2 separate regions of the Mus musculus genome follow, and region 2 is linked to region 1. A link is a contact called in public promoter capture Hi-C data. All regions are on one chromosome and are shown on one strand. Each heading gives the region's core, a stretch centred on a gene start, on an enhancer-like site or on the middle of the called end of the contact. The rest is flanking DNA. Distances are from core to core; before and after follow the strand shown. Region 1 overlaps Fkbp9 (FK506 binding protein 9). Region 2 holds the start of Vopp1 (vesicular, overexpressed in cancer, prosurvival protein 1).

Region 1 (6,778 bases), core at 1,812-4,311:
TTCCAAAGTGAGTTTTGTAGTTTGGTGTTCTGCAGTTTCTAGGGCATTCTCCCAGGTGGGTGTATAAGGGCGCAGAAGACGCTCTCTGGATGTATTATGTTCCTGATTTTAACCACTGCTAGCTTTGAAATTGGGGTGGAGTATGGAGACATCATCTTCTGAAATTGTTTTATTTGTTTATTTTGTCTATAAAATACATTTGCCAGGAAGTTGTGTCTTAAAAACTGTTGGTGTCCGCATCGCTAACATTGCAAATACTCTGTGTGAAGCACTGAGAATAAACCAGAAAAAGAAAGCTTTTCTAAAATTCTGTTGTCCAGATCATATTCAGCCTGTCACGGTGGTGACGTATGTCTTTAATCATAGCACACAAGAGAAAAATGCAGGGGAGTCAAGAATTTAAGGTCAGCCTCAAGTCAGACCAGCCTGGGCTACATGGGACCGAGGAGCAAAAGCAAAAACCAAGTAGTGTGTATTTTTACATTTATCCTACTTTTTTCTTAAATTTATTTTATTATGTGTAAGTACACTGTCACTGTCTTCAGACACTCCAGAAGAGGGCAACAGACCCCATTGCAGATGGTTGTGAGCCACCATGTGGTTGCTGGGAATTGAACTCAGGATCTTCGAAAGAGCAGTCAGTATTCTTAACCACTGAGCCATCTCTCCAGCTCCCCTACTTTCAAAATACATGTCTAAGCATAAAAAGATATTGCAGGAAGGCTTTAATTTGTCCTATAAGAATACTAAGGACTATGAAAATCATTTTCTTTTATTGAACACAAAGAGTTCCTTATAAAAAGTTTCAGAAACAATGTATAGCAGGATGTATCAGTTTCTTTTCTGCTGCTGTGATAAAATGCCATGGCCAAGCCCACTGATGGACAAGAGCATTTATTTGGGCTTTTACAGCTCTGGGGAGTTAGGGTTCATGATGGTGAAGCAGAGGCAGCAGGAAGAAATACAAGCTCAAAGCAGCGAGAACAAACTAACAATGGCAGGAGTCTTTAAACTCTCAAAGCCCACTCTGACTGCCATGCTTCCACTAAGGCCGTACCTCCCACAAGACAGCAGCGCCAACTGGGGACCAATACCATGGGAGACATCACATTCAGACCAGTCACAGTAGGTTCCTCTGTGACTAAGTCATGCAAAGTTAGGGACCTTCTCCAGATCCCATTCCTGATCTCTTTGCTGCTTGGCTTTTGTAGGTTTAGTTTCTACTGTGATCTATTTGAACCTGACTGTAACATGTAAACTTCAGATCCTTCAGGCAACTAAGTGGTGTGCCCTAAAGACACCATGTATGATCTGACTGCTCACTGTGAAGAGCAGTCTCTAGTTCAACCAGAAGGGACAGAAAGGCAAGGTTAAATGATACAAAAATCTCTTATCCTTACTCTCCATTGGTGTTTTTGTTTTTGTAATAAGTAACATGTGAAAGAGCAAAAGTATTTAACGTGAAGTTTAGTGATCTAAGGACTGAGAACACACTTAAGAGTATTATGTTCAAAGGAAAGAACAGCATCAGCCTATAGGTGAAACTGCAGGGGTTTATAAGCCAGAGGTTGGGGCTAGGTACGGAGGTACTTTCCTAAAACCCCAGTACTCAGGACAAAACAAGAGAATCATGAGTTCAGAGCCAGACAACTACACAGCACCTGTCTCAGAAAACAAAAACAAGAGTCCTGCAGATCCAAAACTGCAGGATCTCCATGACACAGAACAATAACAGGATATCCAAGAGGAGTCCCTGTGAGGATCCAGTACTAATGGTGTCACAGAAGCCAGAGACCTCATACCAGACCAATGATTCATTGAAATGAACACTGCTAGTAAAGATATATGGACAGAGGGATATACTATGTGACACTGTATACACAACGAAATGTTCTCTATACTCTGTGAGTTTCACATCATGCACCCCAATCCCACTGTCCCTTTGTATGGGCCTCTGCCCTTGCAGCCTCCCTGCCCCCAAAAGAAAATAAAAACAAAAATTAACAAACAAACAAACAAACAAACCAAAAACAAAGAATCAGTTAAGAAATTAAGAAGAGTAGCTGTCTCTTGTGAGACTATGCCGGGGCCTAGCAAACACAGAAGTGGATGCTCACAGTCAGCTATTGAATGGATCACAGGGGCCCCCAGTGGAGGAGCTAGAGAAAGCACCCAAGGAACTAAAGGGGTCTGCAACCCTACAGGTGGAACAACATTATGAACTAACCAGTACCCCGGAGCTCTTGACTCTAGCTGCATATGTATCAAAAGATGGCCTAGTCGGCCATCACTGGAAAGAGAGGCCCATTAGACACGCAAACTTTATATGCCCCAGTACAGGGGAACGCCAGGGCCAAAAAGGGGGAGTGGGTGGGTAGGGGAGTGGGGGTGGGTGGGTATGGGGGACTTTTGGTATAGCATTGAAAATGTAAATGAGCTAAATACCTAATAAAAAATGGAAAAGGAAAAAAAAAAGAAATTAAGAAGAGTAGGATGAGAAGAGAAGGAAGGAAAAGAAAAAAGAAAATGGACTTCAAGAGCCCCAGTCACAATGCTGTCACGTGGACAGTGGATTGGTAGGTGCAGATTAATCTAAGAAAACCTGTTGGGTGCTGATGCAGCATCTAACACAAGTCATGGCACATTGTACAGTGTGGGCCACGGAGCTAAAGCTGTGACTTGTTCACAGTAATTAAATGTGCTGGATGAACCAGCTGTTCCAAGCTGGCCTGAGACCAAAGCAGACTACTTGCATAGCCTTCTGCATGCTCCTCCACCTAGGTGACCCAGGGTCTCCCCAAACTTCATTCTTCACAAATTGCATATTTTGTGAGGCCAACCTGGGGGGACCCAGTCCCTGCAGTCTTTTCTGTCTGGCTTAGGTTGGGGTTCACCTGCTGGGAGCCAATGGTAGGCAGCAGACAGGAAGATGAGAAGAGATGCTATCTCTTATTCTTCACTAGACTGCAATGCCAGCCATGCTCTGTGTGTAACTAGTTGCCTCAACACACACATTCAGGCAGCTCTGCTCCAGCTGATTCACCTTAAACCCGAGACACAGGAGTGGCAAACAGCTTCCAGCTATTACTAAGCAACCCTATCTTCACAGTATCTCAGCATTTTCTGCTCCCCTAGGCCCTGCCCACAACTGTAAATAGCCCTTTCTATGAGATTATCTAGTGAGTTTCCTGCCAGTACCAGCTTCCTCCCACCCCCACCCAGATGCCCCACTGCCCTGCACAAGTTTTCTGCTGTCCTGCCAAGTTTTTGTCAAGGGGACTTCAACCACACAGTGCATTCTCATAATATCCTTTGGACTTTCAAATAAAATACCATAAAGCCAGATGATATGATTCAACATTTTATGTCAGAAAAAAAGAAGTCAGTTTTCCAACTATATTCCACTGAATGAGTGCACAGCATTTGCATGAACTATCTCAGGGCAACATCAGTACAAAACAGTTTAACTTTGTAAAAAACGCCATTTCAAACGGAAATGTCCTGATTACGTCAGAGTGAGTGCCAACATCATTGGTATCTGAGGACATAAAGTAGGAGCATAGCTACCACATGGTGTGGGAATGGGCTAGCCTTTTCTACAGCAGGAGACCTCAAATTGCCTTCCAAGACACAAATGGGGGGGGGGAGAACAGAAAGTGTCACCTTCATTTGTTGGGATAACACATCCACTTTAGTCACAGTAGAATTTTCTGTTGGCCGACCAGTGAGACCCAGCCATCATGTATCTCCCCAAAGGAATAGAGTGGAGAAAGAGAAAGCCAATCCTATGTAGAAAATGCAGGTCAAATCCTCTACTCATGGACTAAAGACAGCTTCCATTTGGTCTGTGTTTTTCCTGTCCAGGAGACTCCTGTTAACCTTTAAGTGACAGACACTACCAATTGGAGGGCTGCCAGTGTAGAGAGTGAACTGGAAAGCATGAAAATGGAGATTTGTAGGGAAGGTGACAGGATGGCTGTCGCACGGGGCCTGGTATCACCAGAGCTTGCACAGAACACTGAGAAGAGCAATGGCTGCTGTCAAGGACACTTGCTGAAACATGTGTGCCTTTATCTTTCTGCCCATGGTGAACTTTTTTGAAGACACTAGCAAGACTTTTAAACCAAATCGTTTCTTTAGGTAGACACCTGGGTACTTCTTCTGTTTCCTCCATGACAGCTACATCTTCTATGAAATAATTTTCCTTTATTAACACAACCTCCCAGAAGACTCACAAGTGCAATTGGTGCTTCAGACCAATTGCATTTGTGCCAAAGCACTATATACAGATTCTCTTTACTGTCACTGGAAATCCACCCAAGTCCTCACCGTGGGCATCAGCCACCCCCCACTGTCTGCACCAGGTACTACATGGCCCACCTAATTCTGGCTACTCTCAAACCTTCCTAGAAAGCTTCACACCTTGACAGCATGCTCCGCCACGACAGGTCGCTTGGTGTCATGCACTCCTTGGCACACACTGATCTGTGTCAGGCTTACAGTTCATCATGTTTGGCTTCCTGATCCTTCAGTTTAAATTCCTCAGCCGTGACCTTCCCATCTCCATTCCGGTCCTGGTTGGTGAACATATTCTTCACGATCATTTCAGCATTAAAGCCAGGAGCCAGCTTCCCTTTGCCTGTTGCCACTTGGGCATGAATGTACTCTGAGAACTGGAAAGGGGACAGGACAAATGTGAGAACAGCAGAATTGGGCACGCAGAGCCAAGCCTGAAATACTATGGCATGAGGGCGGGTAATGGGGGGGTGGGGGAACTGAAAAATAAGAGTCCACACTTGCAAACCAAGTTGTTCTTGAGAACATGGCCTGGATTTCTTAGATGCAGATGAAAATTCCCCTGGACTACAGACTGGAGAAATGGATAAGCAGTTAAGAGCACTTAGCTCCAGGACTCAGGTTGGATAGTTCATAACCACCTGCACCTCCAGCCCCAGGGGAACCTGATGCTCTCTTCTGGGTTCCTCGGGGGGCCTGATATGTACATGCGCATATTCCCACACACATGCTTTTAAAACCAAAATACTATTGAAATGTTTTTAAATCCCTTGACTAGAGGACTTCAAGAGCCCTTGGGATCAAGGTATCCAATAGGCTTCAGCCACCAGAACAGCTTTAGCTTCTGACCTGAGGTTGACCTCTCCAGAACAGTGTTATACCTACACACTCATTCATTCATTCATTCATTCATTCATGATAAAAACCTACCAGCAGTCACGATGTGCCGAGCATCATTCTAAAGACATGAGATACAGCACAAACAAAACTGCTCTTGCGATATTGACATTCTACATGAATATAGTAAGTAAATTATACCTTAAGTTATAAAATAGACCATTCCACTGAGAGAGAGAGGGAGGGAAGAGAAAGCAAGGTAAGGTTAACTTGGGAGGACAAGTTGAAACATAAATTTAGTGGTCAGAGCAGACTTGTGCAAAGACTTGAAGAAAGTCGGGGAATGAGCCAGACAGTTTTCTGAGTCTAGTCTAAGCAAGAAGAACAGTTGGTTTAAAGGGTGGAAGCCTGCCTCGTGGGTTCTCAGAACACGTGTGATGGACCACACAAGCAAAGAGAGTAGCTGCTGAGGAGGTGGCAGCAAGCAGATGGAGAGGGCCCTGACAGCCATAGGGAGGCTTTGGAGATAAGCCTCTGCGGGTTGTGAGAAGCAAGGAGCTATGACAGACTCATGGAGAAACTCAGGGTGAGGCAGCCTTAGGGTGGGGCTAGGACTAGGATCAAGGTTCAGTTACTGAAGATGTAAAACAGGTCACTAGAATGCAAAGTGGAAATAAGCCTAGAGCAGATATTTATGCAGGCAAAACATCCACACACAGAAAGGACGGAGGGCTGGTCGTGGTGGAAAGCTCCAGTCCCAGCTGCTTGGAAGGAAGATGGTTTGAACTCAAGTATTTAGGGTTAGCCTGGGCAAGAGAGGAAGTAACTATCTCCAAAAGGCAAAATAAAGCCAGGCACAATGGTGCCTTCCTATATTTCCAGCAGTCAGGAGGTTGAGGCAGGAAGACAGTGAGTTCAAGACCAGCCTCAGCTACAGAGCAAAACCTCATCTCAAAACAAAAGAACAAATTAAAAAATATATATACAAACAAAATCAGGAGCAGGAGAGGACTGTAGGACAAGTCTCTTGAGGTTTTGCTATAAAAGGAGCAAAGAAATGAAAACACTGGGAAGACATATCAAGATGATATGAAATAACTGTACTGGGCATGAAAATGTGGGGTGGGGGGGTTGAAACAAGAGGATCATGAGTTCAAGGGCAGCCTTGGCAACACACTGGACTAGGTCTCAAACACAAAGGAGACTAGAGAAAAACAAACAAAAACCATTCGTGATACTCAAAGGAATGTTCCAGGTCTAGGAAAAGCTGATGGTGTAGGAAGACAAAGGGGTAAGACTGGAGATATGCTTGAGTTAGCAGAAGGGTGTGAGCTGAGCTCTAACTCCGTGTACAGTGACAGCACAACAGACTGCTACTGCTCAGCTCCACTAAGAAGCTGTGGCCCAGCTCAAACACGGGGAAGCTGAGACCTGGGGTAATTAATCTCTGCAAGTTCTTCTAAAACTTCCGAATGCTGTTCACAGGGCTGTTGTGAAGGTGGAGCTGGAAACCGTGGAGAAACAGTGAACACCCAGTGACTGGAAACTGAATCCAGATCTGTGCATTTGAGACATTCCCTACACCTCTCAGGAGCCCTGTTCCTTCACGTGATGATATGTGTAAAACACATGTGCACCATTTCCA
Region 2 (6,778 bases), core at 3,061-5,560, 950 kb before region 1:
TAACACAATTGGGATGGTCTGATGATTAATGTTAACTATCTAGTTGACAGAATCTAGACAGAATCATCTGAGAGGTGGGCCTCTGAGGGATTATCTGGATTAAGTTAATTGATGCAGAAAGTCTCACATTATCTTTGGGCGGGAGAGACCCATATTATCTGTGTGTGGGAACATTCCCTGGGCAGGGTTCCTAAGAAGAAAGCTAAAATGAAGAAAGCTAGCTGAGATGGAGGATTTATTGCTCTATTCTTCTGAGAAAGTAATGTTAACAGCTGCTTTAGGGTCCTACTGCCTTGACTTCTCCTTCATGTTGGATTGTACCTTGAGCTGTGAGCTAAAATAAATATTTCTTTCCTGAAGTTGCTTTTCTTAGGGTATCTTATCATAACAACAAGAAAAGAAACTAAAACAGATGACCAAGTTTCCTCAGAGTGTCTTAGAGGCAACTGACCCATGTATGATCAATGAAGGGCATGTGTGAGTATACGTATATATGTAGAAATGAGATTGGCAAATTCAGACTGATTAAGGTTGTAACTATAGCATAGGTCATTTGACATATTACAGAATATGAGTATTTACAAAGCCACAGAAAGATCATTTGGGTCTCTGTTACATAACATCACTTTGGTTTAATTTTATAAAGGTTAATATACATTTTTAAAAGTTATGTGTTACTCAATAATCAAAGCCATGTACCTTCATGTTACATCGTGCTGTACTTCTGAGTTATACTCCTATTTCTGACTCTGCCTTTAAAGGCCAGTTTGAAATATCATTTCACCCCATTCAGGATGGCTAAGACCAAGAAAACAAATGACAAAAAATGCTGGTGAGGATGCAGAGAAAGGGATGCCTCATCACTGCCCGTGGGTTGGCAACCTGGTGCAACCACTCTGAAAATCAGTGTGGAAAGTTTGCAAAAACCTTAAAGTACATGCACCCTGCTCTACAATCCCTTGCCATATACTGAAAGGACACAACATTCCACTACTTGATTAGCCATGTCTGTTGCTGTTCTATTCACAGCAGCCAGGAAGTGGGGCCAACCTAAATGTCCTTCAAAGTAAGAATGGAAAATAAAAATGTGATTATACACAATGAAATGCCATTCTACTGTAGAGAAAAATTAAATCATGAAAAATTTAGGTAAATGGATGGAGTTAGATTGTATTATATCGATTTTGGTATCGCAGACCCAGAGAGACAAATGCTATAGTCTTTCTTATTTGCAGACCTTTGCTCACTTTTTTTTAAAATGTTTTTTGGGTGTATAATTGGGAGTGACTGCAGAAGATAGAAAAGTAGGAAGAAACTAAGGGTGATGGGGTAGAAGGAGCTCAAGGCAGGGGGATAGTAAGACACGGGTGTTATGAAGGTGAAAGGGGAAATGGAGTGGTGAGGGATTGAGAGTTAAGTGTGGAGAGGGAAGGAGGATAATTCAGAGGGAGGAGGAAAAGAAAAATAACACTAAGAATGCTTGAAAAAGTTATAGGGAAATATTTTATAAACTTATATAAAATATACACAATATGTGTATCCAAATTTTAAAACAAAGTTTTGCCTCATGGGGTGACAATGCTCCCCCAATAACCATAGACCATCCAATGAAAACTTCAGTCCCAGTGTGGTGGTTTGAATAGGAATGGCCTTTATGGGCTCATAGATTTACATGCTTTGTCACCAAAGAGTGGCTCTATTAGGAGGTGTGGTTTTGTTGTTGTAGATATGGTCTTGTTGAAGGAAGGCTACACCACACTGGGTATGGGCTTTGAGGTTTCAAATGCTCAAGTCAGGCCTCAGTGTCTCTCTTCTTACTGCCTGCTAATCCAGATATAGAACTCGTGGCTCCTTCTCCAGCACCATGTCTTACTGGAGACCACCATGCTTCCTGCCACAATGACAATGGACTAAAGCTCAGTTAAATGTTGTCCTCTATAAGAGTTACTGTTTTCATGGTGCCTCTTCACAGCAATAGAAACCCTAATGAAGACAACCAGAAGTGGGAAGCCTCCCTTTGAGTTGTTGGTCAGGATTGTCCAAAGGACTCCCAAAATAATAAATAAATGGCTACTTGCATTGCCCTTGGTTGCCTCTCAGAACTTGGAGGTAAAAATCTTATTGCTGTAGACACAGAATTTAGAAGAATTTAACTGTAACTGATCTCGAAGCCTCTTCCCTGAGGATTAGCTGCTATAGCATCAGAAGGTGTTATGTAAATTGACAAGGGAGAAAAACAATCAAAACGTTTACCCAGGGATAAATCCAGCAAAGCACAAAAATGACTGGCCCAGCAAGACATACCCAATGGCTAATGGCTGTAGTTAAGTCTTTGGGGTAACTATCAGCTGTCTAAGTGAACTTGGGGGCTGCTCAATCAATAGGTGAGAATTATTTGTACTGTAAACCTAACCAATTACCTGGAACTGCAGAGGTCATAAACCTTAAAGAAGAACCTACCACTGCCATTTTCCTAAATCAATATAGGTTTTTAACTGTATTCTTGAAAACTTATGCCCATACCCACAGATGAACATTGTTCACGCTGCTTGCCAAAAGAAGCTCCTTATTATGCAGTAGATGGAAGCCACTATAGAGATCCACAACTAGTCAAAATCAAGAGAGTAAGTATATGTATATACATGAACTTACATATATAAGTTCAGTTTTCTCCAGGAATTAACCCCTTTTAGGTTATCTAGTCCCAAGTGGTCAGCCCTAAATGTGTTTATATGAGCAACATTAAATGCATTCAGTACGTTCTATAATATAATGCACTAGACATAGGTGTTGTGTATAAATGTGACAATAACAATTGAAGATGAGATCATAAATTTGAGAGGGGGTAGGAGGGGCCACAGGTGGAATTGGAGAGGGGAAGATGAAAAAAGGAAATATACATACTCATGCACGAAATTCTTTAAAACAATTTTAAAAATTATTACAAAAAAGATTTGTAAGGAAGACAAAGTTACCATAGCCCAACGATCCTTTACAGGCTTTGAGTCAATTCTGTGTGCACAGAAACAACTCCCCAAAGAAACTGCTTCTAGTGACCAGAATTAAGAATATCATCAGGGCCAAAGCAGAGATTTCCCTGCTCCACTATAACCTATCTACTTAGTGCCTCCACTAAAGGGCTTGATTTTTTATTTTTATCCTGTTACTATAAAACTTCAGGAAGCTATTATTGTGTTGGAACATGGAATTTGAGGGTAATCATGAGGCCAGTTTTTTTTTTTTTCCTTCTTTGCTTGCCAGTTATAGCAGGTATAGTTTCATGGTGTATGCTCTATCTTAACCAAGTATGTGTACTGAAAGTTGGCAAAGTATTTAAGACTCGCCTGTGAGAGATCCGTTTTTCTGTCTTCCCTCCATATCCTGTTGGAGGTGGTTCTGTAATTTAACGAACTCTAGTTGCTAAAAAAAAAAAAAATTAATTCATTTGTGTGCGTGATGTGTTTGTCTGAAGGTATGCATGTATGCCATGTGCCCATGTGATACAACGAGACGATTCTGTTTCCATCTTACATATCCAGGGAGAAGCTCAAATCTTCAGCCTTTCCTGGCAAGTGTTGCTACTTGTTTAGGGATCTCTCTGAACCTAAAGGATTGATTCTATTTCCTGATCTCTGTACTCAGCGTTACGCATCATAGTTTAAACTAGCTGTTTTCTTGTTCACCTCTACATATTTGGCCTCCAGCTCAGGTCTGATACAAGTTCAACCAATGCTTCAGTAAGTTCAGTAAATTCAGATGTCATCTGAGCCTTATTGTTATGTGTGTGTGGAGAGGGGCCAGAGGGGAATGTCTGAGAGAAAGTAAGAATAGTTAGCAGCAATTCCCTATGGTCAAAGAGCCTACCTCAAAGGTGAGGTGCACTGTGGAGTCCAAAGGTGGGGTCCTAGCAGAGTCAGGCAGAAAGATGTTGGCATAAACCTACACTAACCTTTTGCAACCAGCTGTCCTTTCCTTGTGGTTTTAACTGTCCTGGGGCGGAGTGGACCTCCCACCTTACCTACAGGAACCTCAGTGAGAATGTCTCCGTGGCTAGAAACTTCAGGAAGACCCAGTGATGGGTCCATCCGTATCCATCCCCCAGCTCCCAAACCCGGTGTCCTATAAAAACCTTCCCAGAACTATCAAGGTGAGACAAGATGGTCTCTTCCGAGAGAGGAGACATCAGGCCGTCTTCTCACCCAGCCCCGCTGTCTCCGCGTCCCGCAGCGCGCTCCACAGACTTTGCAGGCTCCGAGCCCACGAGCGCGCGCCCGTGAGGTGGATCGGGGGCGCGCGGCGAGGGCGGCCTGGCACGTCCTCGAGCTCCGCCGGCTTGCCGCGCGTCCTTCTGCCGGCTTCAGCTCGTATCCCCGGAGTCCACCCGCCCGTCCCGGGGTGCGGACTGGCCCTGAGCTGGCCGTACAGCCCGGCTTCGGACGGTCCTCGCTGGAGCCATGGGCCGCCGGCTCGGCAGGGTGGCGGCGCTGCTGCTCGGGCTGCTAGTGGAGGTAGGGCCGCCGGTTCCCCGCGCCTTCGGGAGAAGGGACGCGGGAAGGGCATTGCGGAGCTCGCGAGTCTGCGGTGTGGGGCGGCGGAGGGGTCTGATGCCGGGACCCCCTGTCCTCCCTGCGCGCCTCCTCCTCCTGTCGGCGCCCCGTTTCCCTCTCGCTGCTTGCTCGGGCTTGCGTCCCCGGGAGGGACCTTTGTGCGTGTCCACACGCGCTCCCTGTCTCTCGGGGCCTGGGGCGGCGCCTCCCGCAGCTGGTAGGAGGGACAGGGACATTTCTGCCTTTGGAGATGAAGTGCAGGCTTTTAGAGGCGAGGAGAAAAATCCCACGGGGAGCTTGGGTGGTTGGTGTACTGTTGTGAAGCCGCGGAAACTTGATGGTGGGTGGAAGCACCGCCGAGGTACAGCCAGGGTTAGAGCGGGGCTGCGGTCGACTGAACTGCGACATCCTGTGACGCGAACCACCCTTCCTGCTCCAGCGGGTTCATTCAAAGGCAAAAGAGTGGATGTGTAAAATCTGGTGTGTAAAATATGGATTGGGGTTTGGAGGTTTGTTCATACCTCCACAGCTTCAGTATTTTGAAAGATTTTTGTATTAATAAAGTCAGTTTAAGTGGGTAAGGATGCCCCTCTGACTATCACTGTCCTGCCTCAGAAAACTGTAAACTTCCTTGGTTGGGGAGTCAGCGGTGCTTGGAAAGATTCTCATTTATGCTGGAGGAAAAGTCTTTCTTTCCAGGAGAGTTAAGGGAACAGTTTCTCCAAGCTCTAAGTTCGGATCAGAGCAAAGATTGCTCGTTTTTCTTTGAAATACCTCTTTTTTCTTTTCTTTCTGTTTCTCTCGCTCACTCTCTCTCTTTCCTTTCTTCTTCTTCTTCTTCTTCTTCTTCTTCTTCTTCTTCTTCTTCTTCTTCTTCTTCTTCTTCTTCTCCTTCTCCTTCTCCTTCTCCTTCTCCTTCTCCTTCTCCTTCTCCTTCTCCTTCTCCTTCTCCTTCTCCTTCTCCTTCTCCTTCTCCTTCTCCTTCCTCCTCCTCCTCCTCCTCCTCCTCCTCCTCCTCCTCCTCTTCTTCTTCTTCTTCTTCTTTTTTAACATTTAACGTTTTTGAGAAGTGCCACTTCTGGTTTTCTTTCTTCTTGTTGTTCATATTTTTAAAAGCTTAGAAACCAAACCCTCTGGGTAATGATTCAACATTGGTTGCTGTAGAAAAGCAAACCAGAGAGCACTGTTTACAAAAATAAACGTGTGTTTACCTCAGCATATCTCCGTTGAGGTAAATTTTGTAATCTGGCAATCTCATTTGCATGTGTGTGTGTGTGTGTGTGTGTGTGTGTGTGTGTGTGTGTGTGTCTGTGTGTGTCTGTGTGTGTGTAAGGAAGATTATCTGGGGTTCTCTTGTTTCTATATTTGTGCCACTCCTGTCTCCAACTTAGCTTTGTGTGTATCCTAAAAGTCTGCTTCAAAACTGCTGATTTTATTTTTATTAGGGTGGGTGTTCTTTCTGGTTGTGTTTATTTTTTCATTTTCTTTTCTATATTTTTGTATTCGAACGATGTTTATTGAGGAAATGAACATGAGAGAAGTGGCAGACCTGCCAACACTCTAAGGCTTTACATTCAAGGGCCAGCAGTGGAAAAGCCTTCAAAATGAGTCAAGTCAATTGAATTAGCTTTTCTGGGGGAGAAGGGAAACCAAAAGTAACATCAAATATGATGCGCTAAGATTGTTGCTTGTCATCAGTTTTTTTTTTGTTTTTTTTTAATCTACTGCTTTGTTGATTTGATGCCATCATAGTGACGTTGGTTGTCAAGAGTTTTTTGGAATGGACTTTTTTTCTGTGCTGATTTAAAAAAATAAGGCAGTAAAAACAAGGTCTCAGCACCTGGAGGGAGGGAGGGAGGGAGGGAGAGAGAGAGAGAGAGAGAGAGAGAGAGAGAGAGAATGCAGAAGACCTGGAAATCAGAGTTGTGTCAGGCAGTGCTAAAGTTTTATGTTTGGGGATGGGGTGAGTTCTTCCTTTCCCTCTTAGTTGGCTGATTCAGGCTACTACAGGGGATTGGGTAATCCAGACAAAGAAAGGCAAGCTGATTGGTTCCTACTATAGGACCCTCCCCCGCTTCTTGTGGGAGATTTGAAAGACCACTGAATACTTTCAGTCAGGGAAAAAGCCCACTGGTCTTGGTGAGGAAAGAGGAGCAGGAAATTGGTTGTCTCCTGTGTTCAAGTGAAAAGTATATTAATGCCCCTACAACCTGCTTTCCTTGTCAGCCTGC

What was found. Promoter capture Hi-C pulls out the DNA fragments that hold promoters and counts their contacts.
Region 2: a promoter capture Hi-C map of the HPC-7 cell line shows a contact between it and region 1. The contact joins the promoter of Vopp1 here to the enhancer-like site in region 1. A contact is called at or near these places in 5 of 39 promoter capture datasets (the 3T3-L1 cell line, the HPC-7 cell line, cranial neural crest and 2 more), 2 of 115 datasets of contacts at active chromatin or transcription factors (extraembryonic endoderm stem cells and memory CD8 T cells) and 1 of 9 other capture datasets (liver).

The regions. Positions count from the first base shown.
Region 1 is chr6:56,875,929-56,882,706 of GRCm38.p6, reverse strand. Fkbp9 (FK506 binding protein 9) reads right to left here. Exons shown (of 10, transcript NM_012056.2): 10 at 3,347-4,673. The coding sequence ends at 4,497. It overlaps Nt5c3 (5'-nucleotidase, cytosolic III), which reads left to right. Exons shown (of 9, transcript NM_026004.3): 9 at 1-307. Among named protein-coding and RNA genes, the nearest start is that of Nt5c3, 45 kb to the left of the region's middle. Within about 2 kb of position 3,061, at least 41 of the 459 cell types and tissues checked have an H3K27ac peak or open chromatin away from gene starts, as enhancers often do. A contact at or near this core is called in the HPC-7 cell line and memory CD8 T cells, where this site is marked.
Region 2 is chr6:57,822,657-57,829,434 of GRCm38.p6, reverse strand. It overlaps Vopp1 (vesicular, overexpressed in cancer, prosurvival protein 1), which reads left to right and starts at 4,310. Exons shown (of 5, transcript NM_146168.1): 1 at 4,310-4,508. The coding sequence starts at 4,455.